2 separate regions of the Danio rerio genome follow, and region 2 is linked to region 1. A link is a contact called in public HiChIP or PLAC-seq data. All regions are on one chromosome and are shown on one strand. Each heading gives the region's core, a stretch centred on a gene start, on an enhancer-like site or on the middle of the called end of the contact. The rest is flanking DNA. Distances are from core to core; before and after follow the strand shown. Region 1 holds the start of dyrk2 (dual-specificity tyrosine-(Y)-phosphorylation regulated kinase 2). Region 2 holds the start of tnpo3 (transportin 3).

Evidence for each region. HiChIP or PLAC-seq counts read pairs in DNA pulled down with a chosen protein or histone mark.
Region 2: a contact with region 1 is called in an H3K4me3 HiChIP or PLAC-seq map of gastrula embryo, with 2.8 times the contacts expected there. The contact joins the promoter of tnpo3 here to the promoter of dyrk2 in region 1. A contact is called at or near these places in 2 of 4 datasets of contacts at active chromatin or transcription factors (embryo and gastrula embryo).

Annotation. Positions count from the first base shown.
Region 1 is chr4:14,025,322-14,032,378 of GRCz12tu, forward strand. It overlaps dyrk2 (dual-specificity tyrosine-(Y)-phosphorylation regulated kinase 2), which reads left to right and starts at 3,148. Exons shown (of 3, transcript NM_001044833.2): 1 at 3,148-3,524; 2 at 4,083-4,210. The coding sequence starts at 3,479. All of the region lies in intron 3 of LOC141381600 (a long non-coding RNA gene), which reads right to left.
Region 2 is chr4:14,159,635-14,166,691 of GRCz12tu, forward strand. It overlaps tnpo3 (transportin 3), which reads left to right and starts at 3,092. Exons shown (of 23, transcript NM_201087.1): 1 at 3,092-3,374; 2 at 6,026-6,226; 3 at 6,409-6,482. The coding sequence starts at 3,255. It overlaps mir729 (microRNA 729), which reads left to right and starts at 886; the gene lies at 886-984.

The sequences.
Region 1 (7,057 bases), core at 1,898-4,397:
TCACCAATTGTTTCTACAATTGGTGATTAAATGGAAAAAAGCCACAGACATTGTGTATTAAAAGTTTTCTTAAAAAAGTTAATTAATGGCATAAATACCAATCATTTAGAAAAATATTCATAACAAATGAAAACATTGCCAAGTTTTGTAATATAGCATAATACATATGAAACTTGATGGTTAAGCACAAAAGCAAGCTGAACAATAGATGCAATATTACAATCTTGCAATAATCTGTGTAGGGTGACAGCGATAGAACCACATTTCTGTGTTTGTTGCATATATATGCCAATATTCCAAAGTCATTTACTGCATCCATGTGCCTCTGTGAACATGTTTCCAAGAGGAAAAAAGCTAAGTCTGGAATCACCACACATTCCCAGAGTCCCATTCTAATGCCTGGATGCTCCAGCAGTTCTAAAGCAAAGAAGCTAAATATAGCCCAACCCTTGCATCCTCCCCCTGAGCTGATGGCGTATGTGCAACAAGATATTGTGCATGGCACAAAGCAAGGGACTGCCATTTTATGAATCCTTTATCAAAGCAGTAGTCTTTTTTGGCTCAGACAGCCCACCCACAAACTGTTTGGTAACCATGGTCTTGAGAGTGATAATGTGATGCATATTGCTCACAAAACAAGGAATTACTCTATCAGTCTGAAGAGGTCTAATGTGATTGGTCGGCTTGACACAACTTCCGGGAGTAAAAGGGCACAACAGCACAGCTGGTATAAAGAAAGTCATGTTTACAAGGTACTGGACTGATACAAGGAATGCTTTTAAGGATGAAATAATCACTGGATTTGCCAAATGTTTGCCAGGTTAGTGGTATCAGATATTGCATTTTATTTTATATGTATTTAGTTGTTTATTTGTGATGTATGGATTTATTTATTGCTTGTTTGTGGTACCTGGTGGCAGGTTAATTAAATATGAGTGAGTAGAACTGTATATTATACTTTATTTAGAGTTTGTACTAATTTGTTCTTAATTTCCGTTCTATGCTAAATCATGCATAACAAAATCTCTCAGCTTTATATTCACTTTTCTAATTGATAACTCAGCACACTTAATGCACGTTCCCAATATGCCCTTAGATCTATATTTATTGGACTTTTAATAGGTAGAATAAGACAGAGGATAGCATTAATATATATTTAAAGTAAATGTTTTTTTAATATTTACTCATTTAAACTGTTTTGTAGACCATTTTAATGCCTCAACAAGCGCTTTCTTCCAGCCCTTTGATATCCTCTTCTTAGAAAATGCAAGCAATTGATGTGAGAGTTAGCACGAGCCCTGAGTTAACTTCAGCCTCTCCATTTAAAATGAGCCAATGCTGTTATCAGAGTTCCAGTTTCATGGTGCTCACTGATGTTTCCCAGTAACCACAGTGACAAATGCCATGACAGCCATCCCAGCATACCCTGCTCCTCTCTGACCACAGCCTGACATGTGACACTACTCTAGCTTGTTTCCTGGGGGGATGGACACCAGAGATGATTGTGAATTGCTTGTTTTTTCGCTATATATTTTTTATTAACGTTTATTCTCACAGTGAGCTTTGTTTTCTTGTTTATTTTAGAGTTTAAAGATGGTAAAGATATTTTTCAGTTTGTTTTATTCAGATTTTTTTGGCCGATTGTAATGAAACTGGGATAATGTTATAATTTTAATGCTTTAATGCCAAGCACAAACTGGCAATGTCTCAGGACATTCAAGTTAAATGGATACAGTCATTGTTAAGAACCTCAAATCACACCTTCTGGTAGAAACCACTGCCCAAACTTAAATAGGATGATCTGAGCTGTGGTTCAAGTCCACCATCTCCAAGACCACAGCAGTTACTCGGAGGAGTAGTGAGCAATCATTGGTATTGCTTTTTAGTAATAAAGACTGTTGTAAAGAAGAGATAGCGATAAAGATTTAATCACAAATAACCTAATCACAATTGAATGCACTTTGTATGCTTGTATTTATTTATATTTTATCTGTAGTTATGCATAAACAAATTCACCAGCAGCGGATGAAATTTAAAGAAGACATTTGTCTATTATGTTTGTTGTTTTTTACTCAAATATGACAATAAAGTAAAATAACTGTATTAAAATCAAATAAGACACGAGAATCTAATTAATATGTATATATGGCTTCTGTTTGGGAACTAAATGTACAGTACATACAGTAATGTTACAATGCACTCACTCCACCCTCTAGTGGACAGTGATTTCCTCCAACATGCTGCAAGAAATAATCATTCAATATACTGTCACTGTACTGCATTGTAAGCAGAAAAGACTGAAATGATGGGAAGCGTGTCAAAAAAGACGTTTATGTAGACCGGTGCAATTAAAGTTCGAAAGAAAGAAAGAAAGAAAGAAAGAAAGAAAGAAAGAAAGAAAGAAAGAAAGAAAGAAAGAAAGAAAGAAAGAAAGAAAGAAATGTTTCCCTACTACAAGTACAAATGGGTCAGTTGGTCACCAAGATCCAGAAGAAAGTACATATGATGCATCATAATTTACTATTATTTAAAGTAATTGCTGGGTGTTACCTTTAATAAAGCTCTGACACACAATCATAATCATTAATCATCATAGTCTTCTAAATCATCAAATTACTTTTCACATGAAATCTAGACACTGTACTTTATTTTTCTCTTACTTCAAACTCACACCTACACAAATATTACTAGTAAGATGAAAATTTTGTATATTGGGCCTGAAAGCATAAAAATGCTTTGTCATGAATTAAAGTTTGCATAAACAAACTGTGGCATCAGATGTGACTGCACACTGTTTGGGTCAGATGTGGTTGGAGTTTGGAAGTCCTCTATGAGTATGGCAAGCCATTTTAACATGCATTCCTCTATTTTTTTATTTTAACACAAGTCTTATATTGTATAACATTTTTAAACCGTTAAAAGGAAATACATATAAACTTTTAAAAATTTTAGCAATTGTAACTAAAAATAAGCACTGATAACAAGTACTTATTTCTTAAAGAATAAAAATATAATAAAAATATGAGCACTCGTCTTTAAAATATGCTCATCTCTATTGCTTTAATGGAGTACAAATCTTTGATTAATGTGAATAAAGCCTGCCGCATGGGGAGGGGAAAGAAAAGAAGGTGGAGGCGAACGAGCGTGAAAGATAAGTCCAGACAACACCCTAAACCGCTTTAAAGTATATGTCTAGTTACTGTATGCGTGTGAGAGAATGCTACGCGCTGGGCAGAATTTCCTAGGCCCAAATGAGCGGAGCGTAGCAGAGCCATGCGTGCGCCTTTGTTTGTTTTGCACGTTTCCAAGCGATGATAACGCGAATTCGGGTAGCGTTTGAGGAAGCAGCCCCTAGAGTTTGCTCGTTCAGGTCTGGATGTAGCTGATTGGAGTAACAGCAGTCAGAGTGGGTGATCACAGGGAGGAGGGGAGAGACTCTGAAGTGGCTTTTCTCCGTGTGTGTGGCTCTCCAGCGGCCATGTTAACTAAGAAACCCTGCGCTGCGGCTGCTGCCTACCCGACTGGTAAGGAACCCAATGCCCGGATCTAAGAGAGCGACGTCGGGCGCATTTATTCTCCGGATTGGATTGTGGAGATGGATTTTTTATCCGATTTAAATGCTCCATAACGCGTGTAAGGCTCGTGGCTTTTCGTTTTATTTCTCGTGTTGGCTATAACGTTAGGGTCGAGTAGGCTACAGTAGCCATAAGCCCCGGAAACACCATTGGAAAAGAGGCCGCTTTTGTATTAAATGAATTAATATAAATAAAAACCACGCGCTTTGTAAAGGCCTAAATTTTTATTTTGTTTATTGGTCTTTTATAGCTAGGGTGTGAAATGTTTTGCAGTGCAGTGTTCGTTTTTGTTTTATTAATGGATTAAATAACCTATCCTTGTTTTCTTTACATTTCCTATATTATCAATACGCCTATTTCTGTATCGATTCGTAACGTTACGGGGCTACAGATTTCTATTTATTGACCAAACAAGCCGTTTGTCACATCTTTTGCCTTTTTAGAATACTGACACGTTAAAGCAAATGTGTAAGCAATTTTCCCATTGCGTGTTTTTATTATCCACAGGCAAAGGGGGTGATATTTGCCAGCAGTCTTCCCCCGGACTGGGCATCGGGGGTCCCCGTGCTGGAGCAGGCACTGAAACCACATCACCCGTCACATTACCACCACTCAGGAACAGCAACTCTCTCACGGTAAAATTATGCTTCTTGCATTTTCAACGATGCATGCTCCTTTCTTTGTTGTCATAAAGTGTTTTGCTGCAATATAAGGCTGAATTTCGATTTGGTCATACATTGAGTTTCGCTAATTGTTTTTCGACTGCAAAGACCATTTAACAGTCCTTGATGTAAAATCAAGGCTGCAGTTAATTTAATGATAACCCTAATAATAATATGTCTGATGCATGCTATTGTAATGATTTTTTTCTTCATTGCGTAAATAAGTTGTTTCTATATTGCCACATGTATTGAATGCAAAGCAGATTAGTAAAGTATTTTCTGAAAATATTTACTTTGCTTGTAGTTTACAGTGTGCATTGTTCTACCCTTTTAGATTAGTGTTAGAGATGCAGTGAATGTACTTGAAAGAAGCTATTTTAAATTCAGTGCAGCTTTATTACTAACAGTGCACTAAAATTTAAAGTGAGTTAAGATACAGGTCATAGTTCAAATATTTACTTTGACAGCCCAAAAATATTATTCCTGAGTTTCAAAACTGCAGTGGACGTAGCACCCCAGTTTTTGGGATGTTTAATGGTATTATATGACAAAGGTCTTTACTGAGACTAATATGGGGAAAACTACTGAATTGAGACAGCAGAAAGGTGTAGGAGAAAAACAACTTTACTTGAAAGGTATTCGTTTTGAAGAGACTTTAGCAACTTTGCAATACTTTTGTTGGAAATGTTGGAAACCATGCACCTAAAACAATTTTTGACATGGCATTTATTTTGAGAAGAATCTAGTAGATGTTCATTTAAATATGAAAAACATTTAGGTATCCCCGAGAGTAATGGTCAGTGACTCTCTCTCAGTCCCTGGCTGATGTATTGTGTAAAACTGTTGCCATTTGTGGGGGATGGGAAACGTTCAGGTCATCAGTGTGTGACGCCAAACATGTACAGCTGAAATCTGTTGTCTAGTGAATTTTCCTATGTAAATATATACATCCAAAATCTTGATCCACTGAACTTGCATAGAAAGGGGTTTTGCATGTTGTAGTGATGATAAATGTGGTGATAAATTCTAGTAAAATAATTAATACTTAGAAGTGCTTTACAATGCATGGCAATCAACAACTGTTCAGCAATTTGTTTATTTATAATGTTAAAAGAATTGTAGATCATGGACATGTATTTGACACATCGCTGAATTAAAGGCAGGAATTGGATCAATGCCATTTATGACTAAGAGGCTAGAGGTTCTTTTTTAAGCTGTTATTCTAATAGGGTAAATATAGATCCAGACACGTGTAGTAGGTGCATTTGTATGCATGCATACTATTACAAGACAGAATTTCTGCAATTAATAAAATTACATGTCAGATATAAATGTATGTTTTGTATTCTACAACTGCATACAACATATATGTTTAATGATATTATTTATGATATATATATATATATATATATATATATATATATATATATATATATATACACACACACACACACACACACACACACAAAGGCATGTTATATGTCATTACAACACACAGGGTATTTGCTGGTCTCAATTGAACTTTATGAAATGGAATATATATAAAAAATAGAGATTGTGTTTATAATTATGTAAGATCTTAAAGTGACATGGTATGACATGGATGTCATGGTAGTCTAGGTCTACAACAGCAGTACTTGTGTCTTTAATTGACTGCATGTTAAAATGTCTGGTCATTAAGGTCATTTTTACTGCTCCTGTATTAAAGCATATATCTTTCTTTGCAAAGTAGGTGAGCACTTGAATTATTACCAGGCTCACTGTAGCCCTCAGACTAAATGTGTCTTTTGTTTGGCTCAAGTTGTGTCCTCTACAGCTGTCAGCAAAGCTGTCCTTTCCACGACCTCCCACCTGTCCAGACCATGTTTGAATTAACTAGCAGATTGGCAAAGTACAACAAAAAATTTGACTTGAGTTTTATGCAGATTCACTTTAAGTTTTAGTCGAGGACATGTTTATAAACTTAACAGTCTGTCAGTCAGTGTGACCGTCTGCAGGAGCTGTACAAAAAATGTCTGAAATAATTTCCGTGTAAATAGTGCCTACTGTTAATGGCTGGTAAATTATTTACATTACACACCCCTACCTAATCCTACCTAAATCTGTGCTTTATAGAGGAACCTCATTTATAATGTGATTTGCTTACTGATTGAAAATGAGTTATTTGTTAAATTTTCCTTACATGTTTACTGTGCATGATATCAGAGCTTTGTCATTAAACAAGACATTAAACATTGTCACTACTCAAGTAATGCATGAGACCGTACCAGAGGAAGAGAAATGGCTGTATTTTGAGTGTTTTAAGAGCAGATTGTATCAGAGCCTTTAGATTGTGAGTTCAAGCTCAGAATTATTCCTTATCTTCAGTCATAGGTGTAGAGACATCAGCACTGGCCATCGTAGAGATTAAAAATAGGTTAAGATAAAATAGATTTGTAGAAAAATTACATTGCACTGATTTGCTATTTGCACTAGGGGATTATCACTCTCTCTGCATGTGAAACGGAAAGGCTGAGATTAGATGATAAATGCACAATTAAGCCATTTTGAGCATTATCATTCGAAATGCAAAAAAAAAAAAAAATATATATATATATATATACAATTATGCGTTAAAACAACCATGTTGAAATATCAGTCAAAGGCGTAAAAGTCTTGGCACAGAAAAAGAAGGTTGCAACAAACGTCTGATTGAAGCAACAGGATGTCCTTGTGAAAACAAGATGCAGAGGTAATCACATTATCAAGGAAGTAAGCATCTTGCTGGGCAGAAGATACAGGAAAGCAGGAAATTTGTGTCTAATGTCAAAAAATAAACAA
Region 2 (7,057 bases), core at 1,842-4,341, 130 kb after region 1:
GCTCCTGGGACACTTAGCTTGAGTGTTTTGGTAAGTGCAGAACCAAACCCTGCAAGTAAAGATGACTAAAAAGACACTGCATCGTGATAGATTATGTGGCTACTATAGTATGTCAGGTAGCAATATTGCCCTAGTTTTTTTGGGCCAAACAAGCTTGTTAAGTCCACAACAGCATAAGCAGGCGAAAGGCAAACCAAACTCTTAAGTTCTTCAAGCATAAGGATGAGCCGTAATCTGGAAACAAGATTTACCTAAATCAATCCCTAAAAATCCCTACAAACCGCATTGATGTCACAAAAGGATTACGTCCAAACTGGCAGTTTATCTTGTTAGCCGAGACTTAGATTGTGGGTCAATTTTGATAATCTGGGGAGAGATAAAGAGTGCTAAACTGTAAATCCTATACATCCGGCCTCATTTATACACCTCACTTGAGTTTCCTCATTTCTCCTTAGAGACTCTTCCCTTCTCTCTCTCTCCACTCGCCATTTCTGTTCTCTGGTTTTGGCAGGTGAGTATTGCCTTTTAGACTGGGAGAGCTTTAAATTCTGAATTTTGTGCATGACTTATTAGAACATACAGAAATGTATAGCAATTTATCATAACCTTATTATGCTTCTTTCAGTTTTGTTCAGTGTTTTTTTTTGTATAGATTTAACCAATATTGCTTTTTTTGTTTACTGAATTTATTTGCAGGTCTCTAAATTGGACTCTCTTATACATTCTGTTCATATTTTAATGTCTGGCTTTATTTAATATCACTCTATATTCAGTTTGTATGTATTATTCATGCTTCTTCATACATGCAACTTCTTATATCATGTACAGTTTGAAATATGAATGCACTTATGTTTGTTTTTAATGTTGAATGAGCTGTTTCATGAACGTCAAGGGCCATCCAGTGACCCGGGGTTGTATTGTAACCAAGCTGTAAGTGTCCATGATGCATGGGTATGATACGACCTGGGTTACAGAATGGTGATGGACATCCTGGAAATAACAGTAGTGTAATGCATCTTTATCTGCTTTATATTAATAAATGATGATTGAATGCAATGTAAATGTTTGATTGTGTGCAAATAAAAGTGAGATGGAAGATTTCTGGTGTTGAAAACTGAAACCATTTGGGATTCTTCTGCTTGGATGATCTTTTCTTATTTAAATCTGTCATGCCAGTGGGATCATTTCTCATAATGAAATGAAACAGAAGTAAAGAGGCTGAGGAAATACCATGCTGGAAACCAACATGAACAGGTGATTGTTTTTCACATGTATAATGTCAGAGCTCGGAGTAGAGCCGCTTCTCCTCCACATTGAGGTGTCTTGGGCATCTGTTTCGGATGCCTCCTGGACACCTTGGGAGGTGTTCCAGGCATGTCCCACCGGGAGGAGGGCTCGGGGAAGACCCAGGACATGCTGGAGGGACTATGTCTCTCAGCTGGACTAGAAACGCCTTGGGATCCCCCTGGAGGAGGTGTCTGGGTTCTCTCCTGAGACTGCCTGCCCAGTAAGGTCTAGATCGGATATGCAGCCAGCCGGAAGTGAGATATGCACATCAATATTGCAGCATTTTTTATGACACTGTATAAGAATAATGAATATTTTTACAGCACTGTGGTGGTTGGGTTTAGGGTTGGGGGTAGATGTTAATAAAATACAATAAATGAGAAATTTAAGAAATAATATGAGTAATTTTCATTAACTTCTGGCCACAACCATATCTGATCTATAGCAACAACCCTACTGCCCCTGCGAACCGGCCCTGGAAAAGCAGAATGAATGATGAATAAATAATGTCAGAGTTTTTAATAGCAAATAATAGATGTAAAACATTGTATTTGACAGCTACACCACAAACATTTCTCTTGCAGACATTTTGCAAGAGATTTTTGTTCATATTTTTGCTTTGATATATGAATTTGTTGTGCATATTCATAAACTTGTCAACTCTGTAATTTGTGAAAAAATGTATATTTCGAAAATCCAAAACTAGTTTTCTAATAGAAAGAAATAATATAAAACATTTGGCAATATTTGCATATGTGTGTGTGTGTGTGTGTGTGTGTGTGTGTGTGTATTAATAAACACACACACAACTGTCCATCAAAAGTGAATTCAGAAAAATCCAGTCACTGATTCTTGTAGGTGTAAGTTATATAGACCGTGTCGTATAATAAATTTAATCGATAATATTCTAATTACTATATAATACAAACAACAATAAAAGGAACCTCGCTTACCGACATACATGAATTACTTATAAGTGGCGGTTCTTTTTTGGTGAAGCAAGTAGTGTAGTTCGATTCTCATAAGAATGACTCTTCTGAACCAGTTCTTTGAGTGAATCAAAATGCTTCAGTCTGGGGGGTTATTGACTCAATTCTTGAACTGATTTTTTTTTTTTTTGTAATTTCTGAGAAAGACTGGATTTAGAACTGTCGCTGTCATATGTTATAAATTAACCAGCAATAATCAGTAAGTAAGTATATAAGCAACACATTAATGTTAATTTAAAGTGTCAATATTATATGTATGTTGTAAAAAATCAGTGGTATTTTATCGAATAAATAAATTGATATAAGTAAAACACCTCTTGTGTTTTGTGTGTGTTTATAAAAGTATATATAGTGGCTAATTATCTCTAATTATCTACATTTTATTCATGTTGGGTAACAGTATTTGTACAATAAATTTCTCTTTTGATTTATTAGAATTGAATACTTAATTTAACAACAGATTGCTAGTTAATACAGTAAGTTCAGAAAGTATTTCTTCCTTGAAACGAATGCTTCTGAATCGTAAAGATGTGTCGGACAAGAATCGATTCCTTTACGATTCCCAAACGAAACACAAATGGCTCCGTCACCGTTTCATGGGAATGACCCTCAGTGGGTGTGTCTCCAACGAAATTATTCCCAAAAATATATACCTCGCATTACACTGAACTCACAAACCGCAAAACACATTTAACTCTTAGAAAGTTATTTTTTAAATGTTGACATATTTCTGCGAGTTGTCCGAATGTCGCGCTATTAACATAAAACCGCTGTGGTCCGGACTCATTATAGTTCCCGTGCCGTAGTTTCCACACGGACTTGTTTGACAGGAACGCCCTGTGTCTTGCTTGAGATGGCGGCCAGATCGGAGAACGCGAGGGCCGAATAAATAGTCAACCTGCGCGTCAGTAACCTCCCGAGAAGCGCAAGCAGTGTCATTTACCCCATATCTACACCCTCTAGAAGCAGAAGAGCACCATGGAAGGCGGGAAACCCACCCTGCCGCTGGTTTACCAGGCCGTGCAGGCGCTGTATCACGACCCGGACCCTGCCGGCAAGGAGCGCGCCTCGGTCTGGCTAGGAGAGCTGCAGAGATCGGTGCGTTTATGAGCGGGCCTACTGCGCCATAACACTATCACTCATTTAGAAACGTTTAAAAATATCAATGTATTAAAGGAAAAGTCAGATAAGGCCGCTGTGACGCTATTTAAACCATCAACAGCAGCTGGGTTGAGAAGTGGAAGTGGTCACATGTGTTTGGACTGTTGTGGAGGTTTATTTGTATCCATTGCTAAATCCTTCCAGCTTGTATAAGATTTGATGGCTTTATTATTGCGTTATTTGCTGGATTTAAGCAGCAATTTGAGCGGAAATACTCCGTGTAAACATGACTATAATACAGACTTCCCTGTTAGCAAGCTGGTGTGTTTTGAAACATGGCAGCTAGTTTGTAACGTTAGCTAAGCATTAGCTAGTTGACCATGTTTCAGAAACCAGCTTGACTACCTTGTTAACTGCTTTGACTAACTAGTAGTTGGGATTTTTTTAGTGCAATATGGTTTTATCTCCAAGGCCAGATGGAAACAAGCTATCATGTTTCAAAAAAGGCTGAGTTAACCACCGGGGTAGATTGAATTAAAACTGTCTGAACTTTATATCCAAGAATATTTTTGGACATAGTTTAAGACAAAGTTTAAATATTTATGTTGGGAGTTACAATATACATATAAATAATACATTAACCACATCTCCTCAGTTGTTATTTTAAAATATTTTATGAGGAAAGACAAAAAAAAAAGACATTTGCACATTATAGATGTATTTTACGAAGCAGTCAAGTATTTAGAGAATTAGGGTCATGATGAGAGTTTTCCCAATATATATCCATTACTCTGTGCTCTTAATGTTTCCCTGTGTTGAGAATTAATTAATTTTCCTGAAATTTCCTTGATTTGACACTGAATGACTCCATTGTAAAATAAATAGTGCAGTTTTATTGAATCTGATTTTACGCTGCCTCTTTGCATCGTTTAACACTATAAGTTTGCTATTTTGCTCTTTGCTTTACTGGTTAGTCACAAAGTTTTGCTGCAGGAAACTGCTAGCTTAATAAGGAAAGTGAGAAGTTTACAAACCAGTGGGTGAGATTTAGCAAGGCTTGCTGCTTTTTTTTTTTTACTTTGCAGAAGTACAGTATATATTGTGAATCGTATTAATTGCTCTGTTATTTTGGCACTTAAGTTCAATGACACTGCTCTTCACACATGCTGATCTACCAAGAAGAGTTGTAAGATAAGAACAAATGCTTGCATCTAAAAATAGTCATATCAGTGTCTTATCAGATTTTAAAAAAATTAGTTCTCTGGCACTATTTACATTAGGGGTGCACGATATTGAAAAAACGGGATTTTTCAAATATTTTATTTATCTACAATATGTATTGCGATCTACTATACCTAAATGACTTCACCAAATGGTTAAATAGCACTATTTGCAAAAGATTTATAGTCTCAATTTATTTTAAGGTTCAATTCTCGCTACTGGCAACCCATTACCTATGACTTTGGTTTCAATAATCTCCTAATTTGCTCCTAAATAGATATTAAGGTAATTTAGCTATTGCGTTAGGGATGTAGAATGAGATTATGCCGATCATGCAATTTATAAGTCCTAATAAGCAGCCAATATTTTAATAACATGCTTGCTAATAATTAATAATGACAAATTGGTCCCCAAAGTGTTAATTTTAAGTGATTGGGATGATTCTGCAGGGCAGTCAATCATGCGTAAAATGTAATAAACAAACTGCAAGCATATGCAATAAAGCAAAGATAAACGTTGAATAAACAGTGCGTGCTTTATGGTTTTGGATGCAAGTATAAAGATTACATTACATATTTTTGCGATGTGACTATTGCGGATGTATACATTGTGATATCAATGCTGAAACGATATATTGTGCAGCCCTAATTTACGTGGCTATTAAAATAGGTAGTTCCTTGTTTCACTAAAATATTTGTACTTTTTATTGTACTAAATATATACGCTCAGACATAATCGACTTATGATCCACCTATTTTGATAGTTTGATTTATATATTCGAGCATAGAAAACTGAATGCTCAAGTTAAACTGTTGAACACCTTGTACCACAAACTTAAACATAGTGACTATTTAAAGACAAGCCAATTATTGCTGAAGTAGATAAAAAGTCAAACCAGTTCTAGAAGTTTGAGTGTATTTAAAAGAAAAGTCATTCTATTTTTCAGGACTGTTTAATATTTGCATTATCTTCAAATTGAGATACTCGTCAAGTCATACTTTCTGTTTTAGAAAATATATATTGGCTGAATGGTTTCAAAGTATTACTTCACATTCTCTAGCTCATCTCATTTCTCATATATATGATGAGCATTCTATCCCTTTAGACTTCAATGATATGTTACACACAACATGTTCCTTCTATCTATTTGCATGTATAATATTTATCCTGGTGTGACGCATCTCATGGTGTAGTGTTTATTTTTACCTTTGATTATGCAAATTAGCTCTGGGCCAAGTTGATATTCAGTGTCTGATAGAGTGATAGCTAGTGAAATAATGCCCATTTCTTTTGATTAAATTAAATAAGCCCTTTAGGGTAAATAAACAAACACTTTAAATGTCATTGAGCCATTTTGAAATATTTAAAAAATTCTGCTTTACAAAGTGGTGACAAATGTTTCCTTTTTTTTTAAAAAATCTATCCAGATGTACGCGTGGGAAATCTCCGATCAGCTCCTGCAGCTGAAACAGGACATCGAGTCTTGTTACTTCGCAGCCCAGACGATGAAGATGAAGATCCAGACGTCGTTCTACGAGCTTCCCCCAGATTCTCACACTGCACTGAGAGATTCACTCTTATCTCACATCCAGAACCTCAAAGACCTTTCTCCCATCATCGTCACACAGGTACGTCCTACCTACTTTTGAAAATCTGTGCCAGTCATGATCGGAAATTATCGGACATGCAGTGTGGGGGGTTGACGGGGACAGTCCATCTCCACCACACACTGCACTGCTACATATTGAGAACTGTTAAGAATGTGGCGCTGGTATTCTAATGTGGTTCTCTCTCTCTCTCTCTCACCCAGCTCGCATTGGCAATCGCAGATCTGGCTCTTCAGATGGCCTCGTGGAAAGGCTGCGTTCACACCCTCATAGAAAAGTAAGAATCCTCCTTATTTTCTCCCTGGTTATGACCTACAATGGTGTTATGGTGTCACACTATTAATGTGATTTGGAATTAAGGTTAACTGGACTACCATAAATAATTAATGCACATGATTTCTGAGTTATGGACAGATCTAATCATACCAATGGCATTTACTACATACTGAACAATGGTATGGAATTTGGCATATTTTTCTTATTAGTAAGTGGGGATACTGATTATGGGAAATATCATAATCACTTTAAGATGGGGTGTGTGTGTGTTCTGCTCGTCTATGAGGCTGAGCGCACACACACACACAACAGCACAAGCTCTCTTTTTTTTTTCAAAACATAAATGAATCGAAAACCCAACAATAAATGAAGCATGACTCATGCTGCAACAGTCACGTTACATTATTTCACAGATTTCAATGTGAAAATGAGCAACATGCGTACTGCTGGAAAGGAGGTGGGATATGACACAATAATAATCTATTTTGATTATTTTTGTGAAAATCGATTAATTGCACAGCGCTTTTAGTAAGTCAAAAGTATTGCCATATGGACTACACTCTGTAAATATTAATT